Linked DNA regions of Gossypium arboreum: all the other regions are linked to region 1. The links are chromatin contacts, called in public Hi-C maps. All regions are on one chromosome and are shown on one strand. The core of a region is the stretch at or near the end of the contact, and the rest is flanking DNA. Distances in the headings are between cores, read along the strand shown.

Region 1 (2,560 bases), core at 42-2,541:
CAGCATTGCTGTCAAAAAATAATTTTGAGAAATAAAATGTTCATTTTAGACATGTTATTATCAATAAACAAATATGCATTTAAATAATATTTAAATTAGTTAATATTATTATATTTAGTAAGAATATAAAAAAGTTATTATAACTTGTTGTTAATATTTTAATATATGAAATATAAATTTTAAATATTTTAAGCAATAAATTTAATTATTTATAAAATTTAATTAGAATATATAAACTATATTTTAAATATTTAAATATAACCATTAAATATTTGTAATTAGATATTAACACATTTGTATTATTTTAGATTTGTTATATTTAATTAATGATTTTAACACATTTGTAATTAAGTATCAAGAAAAAAGAAGAAATGAAAGTACTATGTTATTAGAGGGTGAAAAAGTAATTAAGTTTCAAAAGTACTTTTGGGAGTGCTTTTCAATAGTATTTTTGAAAAGTAAAAAATTTCAGTCAAAAGCAGTTTGTTTAGTACAATTTTTCTTCTAAAAGTATTTTTAGAGTCAAAATATTTTTTAAGCACTACTAAACAAGCCTTTAATATTGATCTTGATGATTTAAAATAAAATCTAATAAAAATATTATTTCAAATATTTTATTTTAATAATTAACAAATAAAATATTAAAAAATAACATAAACTTTTATTTAATGAAATAAAGAATTAAAAATATAAAAATATACCCAAAAAACTTTTACAAATACCTATTTTATTAATAGATAATAGTATCATTGATGAGACTTTAAAATTATGTGCGGATGTATCTAAATAAAAATAAAATGTAAGAAAAGACAGTCATATGTTTTATACATGATTACACTCTCATTGGTAATATTATCTTTACTAAATAAATAATAGTTGGTGTTTGATTATTTTGAAAAGGATAATTCGAGTTTTATTAATTGAAATATTAATACATAGCGTCAAAATAATTACTTTTCTTTTCTGTTAATTACAAACAAAATTTCTTATTATTTTGTTTCATGGAAAAGAATTAAATGCTGAAAATATTAATTAAATGAATTACTTTTTTAAAGAAATCTTTGAACAAATTAAGGATAATTGTCGCGGTATATTCGCACCTACAGAAATTCTCGCGATATATTGTCGGCGTATCGGCAGCTGATTTAATGCCCATTACAAATCTAACGGCGACGGATGAACTCCCATTCCTGGGACGTGGACACCTGTAGTTTTATAAAACCCAGTTGAAAGCAGCCACGTAGGGTAAATGTTGGGCCCATTCAGACATAAACTGAGGTGGCAGGTATTTATTGGTAAAAAAGGAGTTAACCATGGACTGTGGTCGACAGCTAACACTAGTCAACAAATCCTTTTAGATTCAAGAAAACTATGGTTAAAAAAGTGTACCCAAGCCCAACGGTGTACGGCTCACATCCCGTTTTTTCTCTCTCTCGATCGCATTGTAGTCTGTACTATATTCTCATTTCTAATTTTTTTCTTCCTTCTCTATTCAGATTTCTCTATATTTTCTCGATTCGCTTATACTTGAAGAGAGGCAGGAGTTTCAACGGCCATTCCAGGACAATTTTCGACGGAAAAGTGATTAGATCGCCGAGGAAGAGAAGGATTTTTTTTGTTTTTTGTTTTTTGTTTCGGGAAAATACTGTTTAATATTCGATTGGAATTGGTTGAGTTGTTAAGAGTTTCATTTGGCAAGAGGATGAAAAAAATTGGATCTCTTTGATTGATTTTGAATTATTTTGTTGTTGTTGATGTTGTTTTGGAAGTTAACGGATCTCGAAATTTGTCGGAAAATAGAAAGAAAAGAAAGGAGAAGGTTTTTGTTAAATTAGATGCAGATTTTCTGAAAATCGACCTACATTGATTGAATTTGACAGGAAGAAGACGGTGGCGTATCGGGGGGGAGATGAGGAGGGTGGAAATCGGGGTTATTGCTGGAAATGTGCAGTATTGAAGGGAAGGGGAAAGGGAAAATGAGAGGGATAAGAATGGGGGCAACGAAAGGGGGAGGAGGCGGCGGAGGGGAGAGAGTTGAGAAGTTGAAGAGCTCGAGAACGAAGCTGTGGATGATACGCGCCACCACATCGGTGATGCTTTGGACTTGCATCGTACAATTAACGGCCTTGGGGGATACTTGGGGTCCGCATCTCCTTAAAGGTTGGCCTTCCTGTTTTTCTCACCAGGATTCTTCCGTTTCCGTTGTTGAAGATAAGGTTCCCTCCGTTCCTGCCCGTGTTCTTCCTCCCAAAAGTAAGATTTTCCACCTTTTTTTTACTCAAATTTCTGTTGATTTTGATGTAGTTATTCTTTATTAGGCCTTTTTTGGGGTTAAATCGGAGAAAAATTTTGAGCTTGTCTTTAATGGAAAAGAAGGAATGGGTTTATCCTTTTTATCCTTATCTGCATTCCTATTTGAGGAGAAGAAAATCAATGTACACAATGATAGATTTCTTGGAGATTTCTATGCGCTTTCATTGAAGCTTTCCTTTTATATAGTCATACGGATTGAACTTGTATCAATTTACTGGTTCCAATGTTCGTATCTTATGTCTTCGTT
Region 2 (2,560 bases), core at 41-2,540, 440 kb after region 1:
TATTATTATTATATTTTATTATGCGTATGATTATCATGCCATTATTACTACAAATTGATGTTGCATTGTCATTTACTAGCACGATATTTTTTTCAGTATACCATCATTTTATTTTTTTATACTTCCATTTAATTTTATTATGGCTACAATTATGTCACGAACCATGTTCAAATATATTTACCCGTTTATATACTATGCCTGCATAAGCTAAATATACATTATTTTAAGTATTAAATTCGTCTTTGCACAAGGCACAAAAAAGAATTTTTAAAAATCGAGGTGATATTCATTATTTTGGAATTAGAAAAGTCGTGTTTTTAACTTACGGAATATGACTTCTTTCTAAAACCAAGATAGCCGAACATTTACTCTAAAATAAATAAAAATAAACAAGATTTAAGTGATGATCAAATGGCGTTCATTCTTATTCTCGAGGATCTAAGGCATTGTGTCCTAACTTACGGGACATGATCCTTTCTTCTCGATTAACTTGAAATAAGCCCCTTTTTGTAAAAATTAATTTAGTTAAGTAATGTATCAAAAAGGGATCGTGTTTTAAATTATTTTCAAATTTTCAATTCTCGACAATAAGAGATCAATTAGTCAACTAGGTACCAATTTTGGGTGTTACGAGGGTGTTAATTCTTCCTTATGCGTAACCGACTCCTCCTGGATTTTGTAGACCAAAAATCATAGTTTTAGTAAATCTAAACTTTTATTAAAATAATCATATTTCTAGGTGACCTGATCACATCTTATAAAAAAGATTGATGGCGACTCCATTTTCGTTTTCTTCAAATAAAAGACAATTTCAAAAACAAAAGGTCTCGACAGTACAAAAAGGGTTGAGAGGAAATAAAATTAAATGAAAGGGTTTAAATTAAGGGAAAAAGAGATGAAGTTAGAAATTTATTGATAATTACCGTGGAGGAGGGAAGAAGCATGGGAAAAAAAGAAAAGAAAAGAAATTCAAAGGTGGGAAAGAAGAGAGGATGGTGAGGGTAAAATTAAAATGTTGGTTAATTTGTTATTTCAACCGTTCCCTGAATCACCATTCGATGAGAAGAATATCGAATGGTATTCTAGATTTTCACATTGAATAAAGTCATATGGAATAGAATTATAATAATTTATTACAATCAACCAAATAATAATTTGATATAGACCCCCTGAATTAGGCTGTAATACATTGTTATTCCTTCCAACCAAACATAGTGTTGTACTCTTCTTCATTTCCTTTCCCATAATCTTTTTTAAAAAAAAAGGGAAAACTATTTAAAGCCGTGTTTTAGAAATAAATTCGTGGCATTTGATCCGTAACAGCGGACTTAATGAAAAGTTTGTGTAAAAAGCATAGATTATAGGACAATAATGTAATTTCCTTACCTAGAACAACTCCCGTTTAGCGTTACCTCTCTCGCCATTAGAATGATGCCGAAAACGTAAGATATTAAGTTCAATCCTTTTGTTTAATTTTATTTTTCTGGTTCTCTTCACTTACAAAATAAAAAATAAAAAAAATCATGGCGTCGGTGACTTTCCTTCACCTTCACGACCCAGAAGACGAACTCGTTCGGGACAACCATCATCACCACCAGCACGAACAAACCCTCACCCTTGATTCCCTCCCTTATTGGTCTCGTGATTTCCACTTCTTCTCTTCCCCCGACGCCGATCTCCCTCGCCCAGACGACGACGTTTCGCTCCCCGATTCCCTCATTGTCAACGGCCCCGATCTCTTTGACCGCCGCGAGAACCAAGTCAACTTCGTCATCGATCTCTTCCACCAACGCGTCGAACAATCTCAGGTTAGTTCCGGTACTACCCCCAATAACAATTCCAATTCTGGTAACGGAAATGGTAATAATACTAGCAATAATGATGCCGCTGATTTGGTTTCCGATGCTTTGAGCGAATCCGGTTTCGGTGTTATTGAGGGAAATCATGAGCTGGATTTAGGGTTGGCGTTAGGGTTTGATTCCATGGATACTCATTCGAGTGATGTTGAGATTGATATTGGTGGCGGTGAATATGAGGACGACCATTTCTTTGTGGAAAGGAGGGTTTCAGGGTTGAGTGCTAGTGAGGCCGCTTCTAATTTTAGTGGCGTTGAGAGGTTTGGGGATAGCATGCGGATTGTTGGGTTTAGATCAGATTCGGAGGATGATGATGAGAATGAGAATGATAACCGGACGCTCGCAATTGATTTGAATTCTGGGGATGATTATGGTATTGATGATCATGTTAACGATTGTTATGATGTTGGTGCTGATGATGATGTGAGTGTTAGTATTCCACTTTTCTGGGATTCGCTTCAGTTGGAGGATCGTCGGGAGACCATTGAAGATTTTGAGTGGGAGGAAGTGGATGGTAGGGTTGATGAGAGGGATGTTTTAAGCGTGTTTGTTGATGGTGATGATGATGTGAATTCGGTTTCACTTTCCATTTCCCCTATGATAGCACCTGAAGATGCGGTTAGTTTCGAGAGGGCAGCTGGGTTGGAGACTTTGGAGTGGGAGGTTCTGTTGAATGCTAATAATTTGGAAACAACCCCCGAAAT
Region 3 (2,560 bases), core at 36-2,535, 340 kb after region 1:
CTCAGGTTCAGCAATCGAACCGAGTTAGGAGTGTTACATATTATATGTCATGTCAATAAATAATTTAAAAATTATACAATAATTCAAAATAAAAATAAATTAAAAATATAAAAATATAAAAAAGCATGAAGTACGCACATGGGTTGATATGCAGGCTGTCAGGTTTAAAATTTTAATGGTTTAGTCACTATTGTCATTAAACAACAACAATTTGACTCTTTTTAAGAAGTTGATGGTCAAATTGAACTCTTTGTAAAAAGTGGAGTGCTATATTTAACTTTAAGAAAAGGGGGTAACTTGACAAAAATTGTAAACTTCAAGAATTAGATTTATCATTATGCCTCTAAAAATTAGTCTACATTTTGGTAGCATCGTTTAATGCCCGAACCTAATCTATTCTCTAATGTGATATTACATTACTTTTTTTGTATTTATATATATTACATAAAGATTAAATTTATTATGTTAATGTAAATATTAAAAGTATGTTAAATTAATTATTTTAAAATTTTAATAAAACAGAAAATATGTAAATTCATGAAAGGTTAAAAAATAAAAAAAGCATAATTCTTAATTTTTAGAGAAAAAGATAACATAAATTATTCTAAGCAAGTTTCAGTTACTCGTTAACAAATACTTTTGAATCAAATTAAACTTAATTCTCTCTATGTAAATATAAATTTGATTCGATTCGAAAAGGACACAAGTTAAGGATAAAGAGGGTGTTTGGTAAATAGAGTTTTGGACATTTTTTAGTTGATTTAGGTACAAATGAAGGATTAAGTAGTTAAACCCTTTAATTGTAGTGTTTGGTAAATAGATGATTATAAGAGCTTGTTGAGCTAAAACTTGCAAAATAAAAAACGCTGGAATGGATAACTTTTTTCACAACTGATTGGGTATGCAATATGTAAAATGACATATCTAATTATGCTTGCTCAAAAATTACTCAATTTGCCACATGCTATCAAATCTAATAGGGGTGCCAAAATATTAGTAGTATTCATTCTCTCATTTTCACTTTCACCTCTAAAGTCTCAAGTAAATGTAAAAATATTCACAAATTAATTTCCATAATAGATATTTTAATTCCTTAATAATAATATTTTATTTTAATAATTTCACTTAATAAATACTAAAATATTATAAACAAATAAATATTTAATAATAAAATGTCAGATGCTCTTATTTATAATTTTATACATTAATTTTCAATTATTAATTAAGTTTTATGAAATACTTTTAAATAAACTATTAATAGAATTAAATAATCAAATCAACCACAACAACTAACAAACAGTCAATTGCCAACGGGATGAAAGATTCCGTGTTGGGACAAGGGTGTCATATTTGCTAGAATCCAATGCAAAGTGAGGTCCATGAGCCATGGAACCATACGACAGTCTGGCAGGCCGATGCCTGAACGGAAAGCAAATCGTTTCCTTTTAATTGAATTATTTCCCTCCAAGTTTCCTTTCCTACCCGCGAAACCCAAAATTCATGGCCTCATTTCCCGCCAAAAACCATACCCACTTGAGTTCACCGTAAACTAAAGCACCCACCTAAAGCAAGGCAAAAGACTTAAAACACACACCAAATATCTCTCCATTTCCAGCGCCGCCCCAAAGCCTACGCCATGAAAATCAAATCAGTGAAGCTAAGGGAAGCCCATGAGGTAAGTTCCAATGCTTCTTTCTGCTCCATCTTGTGGGATCTCCAAGCCCACCACTTGGTCACTGCGTCATCATCGCAACCCTCTATCTCTATTCACGATCCGCTTCTTCATTCGAGTCCGCCTCGGGTTCTTCGCCACCACCGAGATGGGGTCACTGCCTTGGCAGTTAGTCCCAATTCTACTTGTCTTGCTTCCGGATCTATTGATCATTCTGTTAAGCTCTATAAATTCCCAGGTAGTCTTTTTTTTTTGTTTAATTTTGTGACGTTCAGCATATTTTTGGTTCTCTCTCTCTCTCTCTCTCTCTCTTATCTGGGTATTTGTTAGAATTACGAAATATTCGATTTGATCTGTAAATTTTCGTTGATAACATGTGAGAAACTTGAAATACTGCAATTTAATGTAACGCTCTTTATTCTTTCCCGTTTCTACTTCTCTTGCTGCAGTTTAATGAAAACATGAAGAGCAAGGTCTAATGGTTCTTTTTTTTAGGTGGGGAATTTGAGACTAATATTACCAGGTTCACGCTGCCTATTCGTGCACTTTCTTTTAATAAGTCAGGGAGTATGCTGGCAGCTGCTGGTGATGATGAGGGCATTAAACTTATTAATACAATTGATGGCTCAATTGCTAGGGTTCTTAAAGGGCATAGAGGGCCTGTCACAGGTTTAGCTTTCGATCCTAATGGTGAATACTTGGCATCAATTGATTCAATTGGGACTGTCATATATTGGGAACTTCAATCCGGAAGAACATTATATACCCTCAATGGTGTAGCTCCTGATACTGGCTCGGATACTTCTGTTTTAAATGTACTTAGCTGGAGTCCTGATGGGGAGACTTTAGCAGTCCCGGGTATGAAAAATGACATAGTGATGTATGATA
Region 4 (2,560 bases), core at 33-2,532, 340 kb before region 1:
CAATTGTTTGTTGTCCAGAGACTATCATATTGTTACTAAAACTATATGGACCTTTTAACTCCAAATTCATAAAGGCATTTCTGTTTCTTACAAAAGAATCAGAAGCTGAATTTGCTGCATCAGATTCAGATCCATTCTCCCCAGAAACATAACTCCAGGACTCCATTACATGCAATGAAATCACCAAATACAAATAAAACAAAGTTCAATTCAAGGAAAAATTAAACACAAAACGACCTATCTTCCTTAATCCTTTTCACTATAACATGCAGATCTCCAAAAATTCAGCTGAGTCTCAAAAGTAACTCTTTAGGGGCCCCTTAAACCTTATCCAGATTAAGACAAGCAGAGAAACCCAACAAATTCTCTTCTTTGAAGCACCGAATTTATGGGAAGTTCAAGTCTTTTCACAGCCAAATGCACTTCACGAACAAACAAAAAAACCAGTGCAGAAAATCAAAAACCCAAAACAATAAACAGCTCTAGCAATTACTTAATAACCCAACTTGGATTCAATCAATAAAAAGCTGAGAGAACAAAAGAAGTAATGCTAAATGTAAGAGTTAAAAAAAAGTATCAGTTAATGAAAATAACTTAAAAAAAGAACACTCGAAGAAGAAAAAGCTCAATGATTAAGAGTAAAAAGTTTCTCAATGATTATGAGAGAGAAAGGAGAAAAAAGGGAAAGGAAGAAAAAGAGAGATAAAGAAGTGTGTACTTACCAGAAAAGAGTGAAGCAATGGTACAATAAAATGGTTTGACATGGAGAGAGAGAGACACACACACAACACAATAAACTCAGTGAAAACGATATGCTGATGTCCCATACTCCATGGAAGAAGCGACAGAGAGAGCTATGGGTGGTGTTATTTTCAGAGACCACAAAATATCTTGTTTTTTTTCTCTCTGAAAAAACTACTCTCAAAGCTTTCTAAATTAAAAAACAAAAAAAAAAAATCCAAATTTCAACCATTTGTATAGCATGCGTTGGAAATGGTTTTTTTCCCGGAAAATATAAAAAAAAAATTTCCGAAATAATATGAATTTTTTTGTCAAAATAAGACTAGAGATGCATGAAATGAAAGCCGAGATCAACATGCCGGTTGATGATTTGGGGTTGAATGATACATTTATCGTGTTTGAAACTAACAAAACTATGAAATATATCAACAATCGACATATCAATTTAAAATATTTGGCGATGTGGGTTTTACTAAATCGTCATGACGACTAACTGCATAACGATTTGAGAATGAGTGCGCAATTAACATTAGCCGCCATCCACTCCATAAATACCGTCCCACTCATTCACCTTATAAATAAAACATTTACAATTAATGTCATTTACATTTTATTATTTTTTTACATAAATTATTTTCTTTTTACTGATTTTTTTAAAACATTTATAACTTATATATATATATATATAATAATAAATTAGTTTTACCAAATAACTAATGGCTAGTTTTCGACACATTGTAATATTAATTTTCTTTCTTTAAGCAAAACTATCTTAAAACAAATTTAATAACTCTTGTAGCAAATAGATTTTTTTTTCAAACAATTAACTTCTTGTTGTCAATTGCCTTTTTTTTTTCTTCCCACAACTTTCATGTTTTCTTCACTTTGAAGTAATTTATTTTAAAAAAATTGAAATTTTTAAAAACCTGGCAGGTTTGAGATTTTTTATTTTTAGTCATGTCGGACATTAGAGGAGCAGAGATTTCCTGCTGCTTAGGAAGCCTAAATCGATAGCTGCCTACCTAGGAAGCAAGGAATCTCTACTACACTTGCACCAGCATGGCTTCTTTTATGTTTGGACGATATTACATTTCAAGTAGAATCTGTAGCTTTTTATGTTGTTGATTTCCTTATTTTATGTTCATCCTAATTTCAGGTGCAACGATTGTAAAAGTTGGTGTCAATGTGTTTACTATTAAAAACTTTTGGTTATTTTTGTGAATTATTTAACATATGTGCTTTTGTTCTTCTTTTGCAGGATTTAGCAACCCTTCAATCACATGTTAAAGTTTATTCTATAAGACTCAATTTTTAAAATAAAATTAATATGTATGTTTATTTATTAAAGTAAATATTTTTATTTTTTATATATCTTAAAAGGTGCCAATAGAATTAAACATTTATACACATATAATATTTTTAAAGAAAAATAATTTTAATATTTTAAACTTTATATAATTTAGAAAATCATCTACAATGAATTAGGACATATTGTTGTCTAGATTCGCATTGAGTTGGATAACAATATGTCCATATTCATTATGAGCTTTAACTTTTAAATGGCTTTTATTAATTTTAATTTTTAGCTTTTGAATTTTATTTAATATTTTTATAAATTTTAATAATGTTTTTATATATTTATAATTTTTTAAAAAATATTTTTAATTTTAAAAATAAGCTTTAAAATAATTGAATCCATTCCAAAAAAATATTTCTTTTAATTTATTAAAAAATTAAAATTTTTATTTTTTGTTGACGTGGCAATTAAAGTCAATTGTCGTTGACATTGAGTGTCACGTTAGCGCCGTTAACGGCCATA

The links. A called contact is a pair of places that touch in the nucleus more often than the background predicts.
Region 2: a Hi-C map of leaf shows a contact between it and region 1, with 2.6 times the contacts expected there. The contact joins the promoter of LOC108474246 here to the promoter of LOC108483647 in region 1. A contact is called at or near these places in 2 of 5 Hi-C or Micro-C datasets (both in leaf).
Region 3: a contact with region 1 is called in a Hi-C map of leaf, with 2.6 times the contacts expected there. The contact joins the promoter of LOC108470434 here to the promoter of LOC108483647 in region 1. A contact is called at or near these places in 2 of 5 Hi-C or Micro-C datasets (both in leaf).
Region 4: a Hi-C map of leaf shows a contact between it and region 1, with 1.8 times the contacts expected there. The contact joins the promoter of LOC108480171 here to the promoter of LOC108483647 in region 1. A contact is called at or near these places in 2 of 5 Hi-C or Micro-C datasets (both in leaf).

The regions. Positions count from the first base shown.
Region 1 is chr1:20,515,923-20,518,482 of ASM2569848v2, reverse strand. It overlaps LOC108483647 (rhamnogalacturonan I rhamnosyltransferase 1-like), which reads left to right and starts at 1,291. Exons shown (of 9, transcript XM_053027845.1): 1 at 1,291-1,403; 2 at 1,497-2,253. The coding sequence starts at 1,944.
Region 2 is chr1:20,072,493-20,075,052 of ASM2569848v2, reverse strand. LOC108474246 reads left to right here and starts at 1,290. Exons shown (of 1, transcript XM_017776192.2): 1 at 1,290-2,560. The coding sequence starts at 1,524.
Region 3 is chr1:20,180,811-20,183,370 of ASM2569848v2, reverse strand. LOC108470434 (protein ENHANCER OF LHP1 1) reads left to right here and starts at 1,285. Exons shown (of 12, transcript XM_017771742.2): 1 at 1,285-1,910; 2 at 2,168-2,560. The coding sequence starts at 1,637.
Region 4 is chr1:20,852,148-20,854,707 of ASM2569848v2, reverse strand. It overlaps LOC108480171 (squamosa promoter-binding-like protein 6), which reads right to left and starts at 1,282. Exons shown (of 5, transcript XM_017783069.2): 1 at 723-1,282; 2 at 1-422. The coding sequence starts at 166.